Regions from separate parts of the Hordeum vulgare genome. Here region 2 is linked to region 1. The links are chromatin contacts, called in public Hi-C maps. All regions are on one chromosome and are shown on one strand. Each heading gives the region's core, a stretch centred on a gene start, on an enhancer-like site or on the middle of the called end of the contact. The rest is flanking DNA. Distances are from core to core; before and after follow the strand shown.

Region 1 (4,924 bases), core at 1,001-3,500:
TAGATTTGTTATGGTAAATATTTATATTATTTTTTATAGACTTGATCAAATTTTATAAAGTTTAACTTCAGGCAACTCTAATATGCGGAGTACATAAAAACGAAGGGAGCACGTGAAAGTGTCAAGCCCATGTGTTGCTTCTCTATAGGTGAGCCTGAGTGCACGACCTACAGCTCGCCATACCGGCAAATGGGGTAATTCCGAGAGTAACTAATCAGCAGACTCCCTCCGCAACAGGCCAACGCGTGGAAGATGTGATTCACCCCAACATTGCCATGTGTGTCAGCGCACACACCATGTGTTTATGGTTTTTTCTTCTTCAATTTTTTGGGTTTTCAGCTTTTGCCTGCCTTTACCTAGATTTTTTTGATTTTTTTTTCGAATCACAACTATGCTTCTTGAGAGAGAAAAAACACAGCCTTACTTTCGTGAGATGCAAAGTTGTGCTTCCATCAGAAGCACAACCCATGCTTCTCCAAAATAGGAAAATCATAACTTGTGCTTTCACAAGAGAGCACAACCTTGCTTCCACCTATGCTTCTCAAAAAAACAGAAAAACACAATTTATACTTCCCCTAGAAAAAATGGAAAAGCACACTTTGTGCTTCTACGAGAAGCACAACCTGTGTTTTCCCGAAAAAAGGAAAGGAACATGTGCTTCCAAAAAAAAAGTGAAGACCGCAACCGTGCTTCGGGTCCTGATATTTTTTTCTTCTGGTTTTTGTTTTCAATTTTTTGGTTTTTGTTTCATGGTTTATCAGATTTTCGTTAAAAAAGGTAAGTCAAAATCTAACATGGGATCTAGTTTTAAATATCTCGACACGAAAAATCCAATGGTAAAAACAACTCGCTATTTGGGCGCATTGTTCAAAAGATAAAACGTTTTAAATAAACGAATCTACGAAAAATGGAAAATTATCAGGTTGTGACGAGTGACGCACATGTTGTGCGCCACTTGTAAGCACGAGAGAAGTTCGGAAATGATGCAAGCGATAACCCTTAACTAGTGATTTTCGGTCATTCCTATTTATCATGTAACACAAATGATAGGCAGCAAACAAGAACCCTCCCGATCGCTTCGCAAATTACTGGTCTGGACCATGCGATGCATATTTTTTATGTGAGTTTCGTACGATTTTAGGACCATTCAAGAACATACTATGGATGTTTTTTCCCTTTTTTTGTCTTCTCTGCCAGTTATTCTATTTTATTTCAGTTCTCGTCTTCTTTTGTATTTTTGTGTTTCTATCTTTTTACTAATTCATGATCGTTTCTTCACATTTAGAGGCATTATTTTTATTCACAAACAATTTTTACACCTCGAGCATTTTTAAAATTTCAAGCATTGTTCCCATTTCATGAACCTTTTCTGAATTCAAGACGATTTTTAAAATCTATAACGTTTTTTAGTTCATGAATATTGCTAAATTCGTGGACATCTTCAAATTCATGACTATTTTCTTGAATTTGCGAAATCCTTTTTAAATTTCAGAAAAAAATCAAATTCACCACATTTTTAAATTTGAGAACATTTTCTGTTATTACAAAATGTTCACAAAAATATTGACATTCACAAATAATTTTCCATATATGTTACATGTTTTCGAATTCTCAGGCATATTTTCAATTACATAGATTTTTTAAATTCGCAAACAGTTTTAAAATTCACGAACACTTTTCCAAATTCATTAACATTTTATTAATTCAAGAACACTTGAGAACATGTTGAAAATTCATGAATGTTTTCTACATAAGATTTAAAAAAATCAGAATATTTTTTCAAATTGGTGAATAGTTTTATAATTACTAAGATTTTTTGAATTCATGAGCACTTCCTACATTCATGAAGCACATTTTTTAAATATGCGGGTGAATATATTAAAATTCGTTAACCTTTATTGAGATCCATAAACCTTTTGTGAATTAAACAAAAAAATTAAAATTCATGAATATTTTTAAAATTTTGTGAACGTTTTTCAAATTCATTTTAAATTCATGAATATAGTTCCAATTTATAAAGATTTTTCAGATTCATGTAAATTTACCAAAAGTCACACTTTTTAAAATTCAAAGGACATCTCCGAAATCAAGAAACAATATTTTGTTGACAAGATTACATTGGATCATGATGTACATGGAAGCTAGTTTAGCTATCTGGCAATCATGCATGCATTCGCACGCCTTACTCATGAGAGCTTCGTCTATTCCATGCTAGTTCTTTTTAGCGAGTCACTGGGAGCTCCTATTGGACGCGCATTTGTGCCCAGCAGCAGCATGACGCACAGTGGCAGCCCGGCCGGGCCTTTAGCCCATTGACGTACAGCTCGTGTTTGGGTGTACTGTAGCGAAGTGGAAAAGCACTATAAGAAATCAAAAACATAATAGCATGCGGTTTTGGGGTCAGTTATTAATAAGAATCTTAATTATAAATAATTTTTGGAAAGGCAAGCAGTTTTTAAATTTTTGATTTTTTTTCAAAATCTTGGAATATTTTTTCAAAATAATTAAGATTTCTTAGAAATTTAGAACATTTTTTAAAATCGTTAACATGTTTTCAAATTAATTAATATTACCAAATTCACCAACATTTATGAAAGTCAAAACATTTTTTTAAATCGTTAACATTTCTTAAAGAAGGAAGGAAAAACAAAAAAAGGGAAAAACAAATAGGGGCGCCCCGCCCCACAATGGCCAGCCCAAAGCATAAGTGTGAAGTCTTATATGAATATAAAAACAATGGCATAAGTCTGAAGTCTTGCAAACAAAAATATATAAACAGTGGCATCACAAGCAGTTCCAGGACGATGATAAGTTGGGAGGAAAGCTAAGAAACTCACACTGCAGCACTCGAGCAGAAGCACCCCAAACTCCACTCAAGCGTGCGCCAACATCTTGTGTGCCTCTTTTCACAAGCACACATCATAGATCATGCAGGATGTCTCCCCTCATCGACACCATCTCGTATGCTAGGGATCTAAGAAGGCACTCAAGACGGCTCTGCATATGAAATTCCACAACATGGTTACCTTCCACAAGTTCAACCAATTCAGTTCGGTCAACGCTATCTCAATGATAATAAACACAGTACCGCTAGGCCTTTGCACGAGCTTTGAAACTCTCCTGCACATAGGACAGAACATAATCAGTAGGCATTACAATACCTGATGTTCTAATTAGATGGGTATTTCAAGAGAAGAGTTACCTTGTAAACCGACCATCCTCAGCTGGTCCTAGCCACACAGGCCAATGACGCATTTGGTTGGTCGCATATACCTCAGCCAGGCCTGCGCGGGAAGAACAAGGCTCGTTTGGTTACCAACATTCACTGTAAGGCCTGCATTGCATGAAGATTAAAGCACATCTGGCCCTGCGTCCACAGGAACGCTCAAATCGGTCGTTTTTGTGGAGCCAGGCCAGCACGTTGCAACCCTAGGCACGTGGGTGTGGCCGGTTGCACGCTTGGGTGCGGTCCTGAGACGTCGCGTTATTTCGAGACACGTCGGTCAATAATTACCCTCACCTCCCTTCCTCACACCTCTCTCCCCTCTTCCCCACTCACACCGGCAGCGGCGACGGCGATAATAATCTAAACTCTATTGCGAAGCGATCCAAGACGGCGGCAGAAACCACCGGAGCGAGTGCAAACCTCCACTAGAGTGCATCAGCCATGGCGGTAAGACCTTGTCCTCTCTATACATTCAGTCCTTTTGACTTGGGCTAGATTAGATTAGAGGAGTCGATTGAAGAGTTAGTGAGGGGATTGAACACATCGGGGGTGGAGGATTGACATCAACCGATTCTTCATCAACGACTACTAGGGTTCGTAGGTTATTTTTTGACTACATCGGGGTGGGTATTGAGGGTCTATTGTCTAGTCGCAGCGACCCTGGAGTCGCGCCGAGCGGCGGGGGTGTAGTCATCTTCTCTTCTTCCTCGTCTTCTTTGTCCTCATCATCTTCGTCAAGAACGATGGGTCTTGCACGGTCGCCAACCATCGACACCCTGTCCACCATCTACACCTCGTCGTTGTCGGCCTCCGGCGACACGAATGTCATACACAAGTACACCACCGCACGCTGGTCTTGAGGCGCCTTGTACTGCCTGTAGTTGGCCCATCTTGCCCGCTGTCGAGGGAGTTGGAGTTGGAGTTCATGCCGATGGGGAGATTGTGAAACAGAGAGGTGGAAGAGGAGAGGTGCTCAAACAGAGGGGTTTGAGTGCGGTGTTGGGTTAGTGAGGTGGGTTAATATAGAGCGATATGAATGAATGCTAACCATTGAACTACGTGTTGTTCATAATGCAGATGGACAAGGGCAAAGAGATGGTGCCACCATTGGAGAAGGGCAAGGAGGTTGTGCCTCCATTGGTCGAAGAGCCAGTGCAAGATCACCCAAGCCACAAGCGGAGGAACTATGGCCACTACCATCAGGAGTCAGGACCAAGCCACTTCTGCAAGGTTATCTTTGCTCCAAAGCTGGAGAGTCTACCATTGCCCGTGGACTTCACGAAGCACTTCCCCGCCATCCCTGCAAAGTTCAAGCTGAAGACGAACACCGGCTGCGCATGGACGGTGACGGTGAGGTTGATGAACGGCAGGGTCACCCTTGATTAGGGTTGGGACACCTTAGCCGCCGTTCACCATATCATGATCGGGTACATGCTCACGTTCAAGATGCTGACCCCCGACACCATGAAGGTGATCGTCTTCGACGAAGAGGGCGTGGATGTGGTCACCAAGTGCAAGGAGAACGGCAATGCCTTCGCCGTGACCGCCTGAGCTACTATTAAGACCTGGGTTTCGTATAGAATTTATCTTACTATGTTGGTTTAAAACTTGTTCTGTGTGGTTAAGACTTATATTTGTTCTTAAGATCGTTGTATTACTACTAGATTGCTTGTTAGTATTTCATGTGTGTCTTTGGTA
Region 2 (4,924 bases), core at 674-3,173, 360 kb before region 1:
GAAATCACTAATTAGGGAGTGTTTCTTTTAAAGATCACTCCCACCTCCCAGGCTGCGACAAGTGGCGCACTGCATACGTGCCACTTGTCGCGACCTGGTGTTTTTTTCGTGGATTCGTATTTTTCAAAGATATTATCTCCTAAATCGTGCATTCAAATCTCGAACTATTTTCACCGTTGTATTTTTACGTCGAGATCTTCAAAACTAGATCCCAGGTTGATAAGTTTTGATAAACTTTTTTTCACGAAAAAAACGGACCAAAAAATACCATGCCTATGGCGTTAGAAAAAAAAACAGAAAACACGTTTTTTCCGCCTTTTTTCCTTCCCTAGTGGCAGGCCTTGTCTCCCACGAAGGCAAAATCGTGTCTCTCACGAAAACAAAACCGTGCCTCTCACGAAAAAACCCGCGTTATTTCTCCCTTTCCAAGAGGCACGGGAAAATCGTGCCTCTCATGATTTTTTTTTTTTTAGAAAACACATTATTTTTCTCCTTTTTCAAGAGGCACGGCTGTGCCTCTCGTGGATGCAAAACCGTGTCTTTCACAAAACAATAATAATTAGAAAACATATTTTTTTTTGTTTCCGAAAGGCTATCACGAAGGCAAAACCGTACCTCTCGCGTAAACAAAAGTGTGTCTTTCGCGAAATAAAAAAGCTTGTTTTTTTTGCAATTATTTTTTTTCATCAAAAAGATAAGAAAGACCGGTGAAAAACCAAAACACACAAAAAAAATAAAAATAAAAATTACAAAATCCGAAAACGCGTCTGAAAGAAAACGAAATCCGAAAGAAGCGTTGAGAGCACGTCACGTGGCGGCGGGTGAGAACACGCTAAGTGACAACGCGTAGGAGTGCTCGTTAACTAGTAACTAGTATACCTGGCCAAACAAGCCGGGCCAACCAGGCCAGCTCGCATGCCAGACACGACACGGCCCGCCATGGGTCAGTCACGACACTGTTTAAACGGGTCGGGCCACGCACGCGGCACGCCTCAGGCCGTGTCTGAGCCTGGAGGCTGGGCACGTGGACCAGCACGACATGGTCCATTTATTTTTTTAATATTTTTTTAATATTTTTTTAGTTTTTTAATATACATATAATATACAACTCAATAGGTCTAAAAATGAGTTCACCAGAATAAAAATATGCGATCCAACATGCTAAACGGGCCAACATGCCAATCCATTAATAACCGGATCGTGCTTAGGCCTGAAGGTGCAGCCCACGGACTGACACGACACGGCTCGATTACTAAACATGCCCCTACAGGCCATGACGGGCCAGGTATGTTTAGCACGGGCCGTGCTCGTACCGTGCCACGTCGCCCATTTGGTCAGGTATGGTAACTAGTGACTCCCATTTTTGACGGAGACCTCCTATTTGGCGCTTTCAGCGCCGCCGGTTAGGGAAACCGGCGCTTGCAGCGCTTCTCCTCCCTCATGGGCCGGCCCATTTAAAAAATCCATTGGTCTATAAAAATTTGAAAAAAGTTCATAGAATTTTAAAAAGTTCAGATTTACAAAAAAAGTTCAATTATTATGAAAAAAGTTCAGCGATTTTTAAAAAATATGTCCATGAATTTTCAAAAAGTTCACAGAATTAAAACAAAACATCAATTTTTAAAAATAGTTCACTGATTTTGAAAAAAGTTCATCAACTTTTTAAAACAGTTCACTGATTTTGAAAAAAGTTCATGAAATTTAAATTATGTTCATCAATTTTCAAAACTGTTCACGAATTTCCAAAAAAAATCATCTGTTTTCGAAAAAGCTCACCGATTTTTTTTTAAAATTCACGGGCTAAAACAGTTCATGAAAAATCTCTACATGGGCCGGCTCATTATGGAATGCTGCAGGTGCCGTTAGCAAATTTTGCCTTTAACTGGCGCCTGTGGCGCTAAATAGGTTTTCTCTTTTTGACGCTGTATACGTAAGTCGGGGTGGCTCTCAGTGGGCCGGCCCAGTCGCATGCTAGCTACATAGCAGATCCGGTGTTAACCGAAGCGAGCTGGGGTTCTTAAAAATAAACGTGCCAGATGGGATTCGTTCCCTGGCCGATGGGCAGAGTCATGGGTTGCTACATAGGAGATCGGCCAGAGTCATGTGTTGCTACATAGGAGATCCGGTGTTAACCTTGTTCAAATAAAAATGATTTTCCCTATTTTTGTATTTTTGCGGGGGAACGAATTTCCCCATTTGACATGTCCAAAATTAAAAGTAACATTAGAAAATAAAAGAACATTTGGCATGCGAACTACTTCCTTCGTTCCTAAATATAAGTCTTTTTAAATATATACATACGGATGTATATAGACATATTTTAGAGTGTAGATTCACTCATTTTACTTCGTATATAGTCTTTAAAGAAATCTTTAAAAAGACTTATATTTAGAAACGGAGGGAGTACACATTTTTAGAGGTAGGAACGAACGAATCGAGGGCGGTCGGATGCCCATGATGCACACGTACGCTGCTTGATTATGTTTTTTTAGATCCCGGTTTTCGCACGCACGTACCTGTTTTTGGACTGTTTCTCTTGGGGCGCGTTTGATTACCTAGGACCGCGGAAAAAGAAAATATGCCTATTTGGCTGCTTGGCCCGCATATAAATCTTAGCTTGCACGAACCTTAAAGCAGTGCTCAGTCATACCCGTTAGGAACGGTTGAATCAACAGTTTTTAACGAGTCAGGCTGGGGCGATGCATGGGAGGGGAACGCCGCGCTCCGCAACTACGGGCATGAAGATGGCGGGAGCGATGGCGTATCTTAAAAAAAGGCAGGACAAATCCACGTCACCGCCCGTCGATTCGCAGTCGCCCTATATAGTCAGGGTGACCGGCGTACGAAAACTCCCACCACCATTCTCGCCCTCTCGAGCTCTCACTCCAACCCGAATCCACTTGGATGACAAGGTAAGTTGCACAACTACTCCGACGGTCGGTTGGCTACGACGACGGATCCACCCCTCCTCTTCTCCTGCATGCCGCACCTCCCCTGCGGCTCCTCCGATGGTGTATGTAAGTTCAACGACCCCTCCCCTCTACTAGTTCTAGCTAGATCTGGATGATTTGTTCGACTGTGTTGTTGCAGTAGCTAGTTGGGATGGATTTGAAGCATGGTAGGGGTTGTGTTCGCGATTGTTTGCTTAAATGTTCATGGATGGATTGATAGTATGCTTGGATGTTTATGGATGGATTGATAGTATGCTGGGATGTTCATCGATGAATTAGTAGTATGCTTAGATGTTCATGGACGGATTGGTAGTATGCTTATATGTATGGTTTGGTATTGTGCAAGTGTTGAACAAGATCATTCATATGTGTCCATGATTAGTGTTGTCTTGAACTAGATCATCTATGTGTGCATGTTTTACTGTTTGTTCATACCAACGATGTGTAGTGTGTCTTCCACGTTTACAATTAGTACATATTGTCGATGTGTAGTCTGTTGTGGTGTTGATGACGCTTACGTTTGTAGGACATGAGCACACAAGAGTTTACTCTGCCCATCGTGCCATCCAAGAGCCAGTTCTTGACGTCCTCCGTCGAGGACTCCCAACATAAGATCGACTCGATGCCTCTTGATTCAGAAGTTTTCGAGGTGCCGTCTATGGTTCGTCCATTTGTGCTGGCTCAGACCAATGCTAGATCTCATGTATCTGCTCAAAAGGCAGTCGCAAAGGAGAAGAAGGATGGCATGGGATGCAACATGAAATGGCAGCTGTTCCTCTCCAATTTTGTACTTAACAAGATGTGTGAGATGATATTTAGTGGAGCGAGGACTGACAAGGGATTCAAGGAGGTGCACTTGAACTCTGTGGCAAAGAAAGCCTTTGAGTTTTGTGGACAGGAGGTCACCTCGACCGAGGTGTAGAACCACCCGAGGAAGTGGAGAACAAGGTGGATCATCTCCTCCAAGCTAAGAGACCTGAACAGTGCTTCATGGGATGAGGAGACCCGAACAATCATGTTGGAGGCAGAGCACTACCAAGGCCACATCCCGGTTAGCTCACAAACCATGCCATTCTAACTAACCATCTCCTGTGAACCATTGCTGTACTAACTAGCCACCACTCTACCCTGTTTCTTTCTTAGGATCACCCCAAGGACGCAAAGTTCCTCAACACACCTATCCAAAACTACCTCCAGATGCAACATATCTTCTCCTTCAGGCTCGCAATCGGCAACCACGCCATGGGCTTTAGTCAGCCGCTGGGCTCACCGTCGCTTCCGATACTCAAGTATCCAGACAACATCAAAATTGATGCTCCTAAGAAGGATGGTCAACATGTTCCTGTGCTTGATAGGGAGAGGAAGCGGGCAAGCTTCATGGAGGAGGAGCTGCCTGTCCTCACCAGCATGACTCAAGCAGTAAAAGAGATGGCCATCGCCATAAGGGAGAGCAAGATGATGGACTGATAACCCACAAGTATAGGGGACCGCGTTAGTCTTCAGGGGTAGTATTTGTAGGATTGAACAACATCAGTAACACGTCACATGCAAGTATCCGTATTGCCATGTTGAAAGACTTGCGTTCCACAACCTCGTCAGTTTTGAGTATGTCCTAAATTTTCTTGAGACTTATGCTAACTAATGACAGATGCAGCCATTTTGTGTGCTCAGGCCATACACCGCTTCTGGTTGTACTCCACTTTCTTCTCATCAAACATTCACGCATACCAATTTTTACCACTTTTTGTTTTTCAGTGTGTTGATTCCAAACTGAGTTTGTTATGTTGCTCAAAGGGTTTCGTGGCACATCCAGTGATGAAAAAGAATGCTTGATTTGCAGTCTCATGAGTAGGAGTATTCATCTGATCTTTAAATGGAGAACGATCCCCTGATCGTAATGCATGCAGACGATGATTCCTCATCTGTGGCATGTTAAAAACATGGGGACATCCTACATTAGTAGAATGACAAAA

Evidence for each region. Hi-C and Micro-C count contacts between places; a contact is called where the count stands out from the background.
Region 2: a Hi-C map of leaf shows a contact between it and region 1, with 4 times the contacts expected there. The contact joins two enhancer-like sites. A contact is called at or near these places in 2 of 6 Hi-C or Micro-C datasets (leaf and seedling).

Annotation. Positions count from the first base shown.
Region 1 is chr6H:544,569,142-544,574,065 of MorexV3_pseudomolecules_assembly, reverse strand. No RefSeq gene overlaps it. Among protein-coding and RNA genes, the nearest start is that of LOC123403670, 47 kb to the right of the region's middle. Within about 2 kb of position 2,250, at least 1 of the 3 cell types and tissues checked has open chromatin away from gene starts, as enhancers often do. A contact at or near this core is called in leaf, where this site is marked.
Region 2 is chr6H:544,933,745-544,938,668 of MorexV3_pseudomolecules_assembly, reverse strand. No RefSeq gene overlaps it. Among protein-coding and RNA genes, the nearest start is that of LOC123405832, 7.2 kb to the left of the region's middle. Within about 2 kb of position 1,923, at least 3 of the 3 cell types and tissues checked have open chromatin away from gene starts, as enhancers often do. A contact at or near this core is called in leaf, where this site is marked.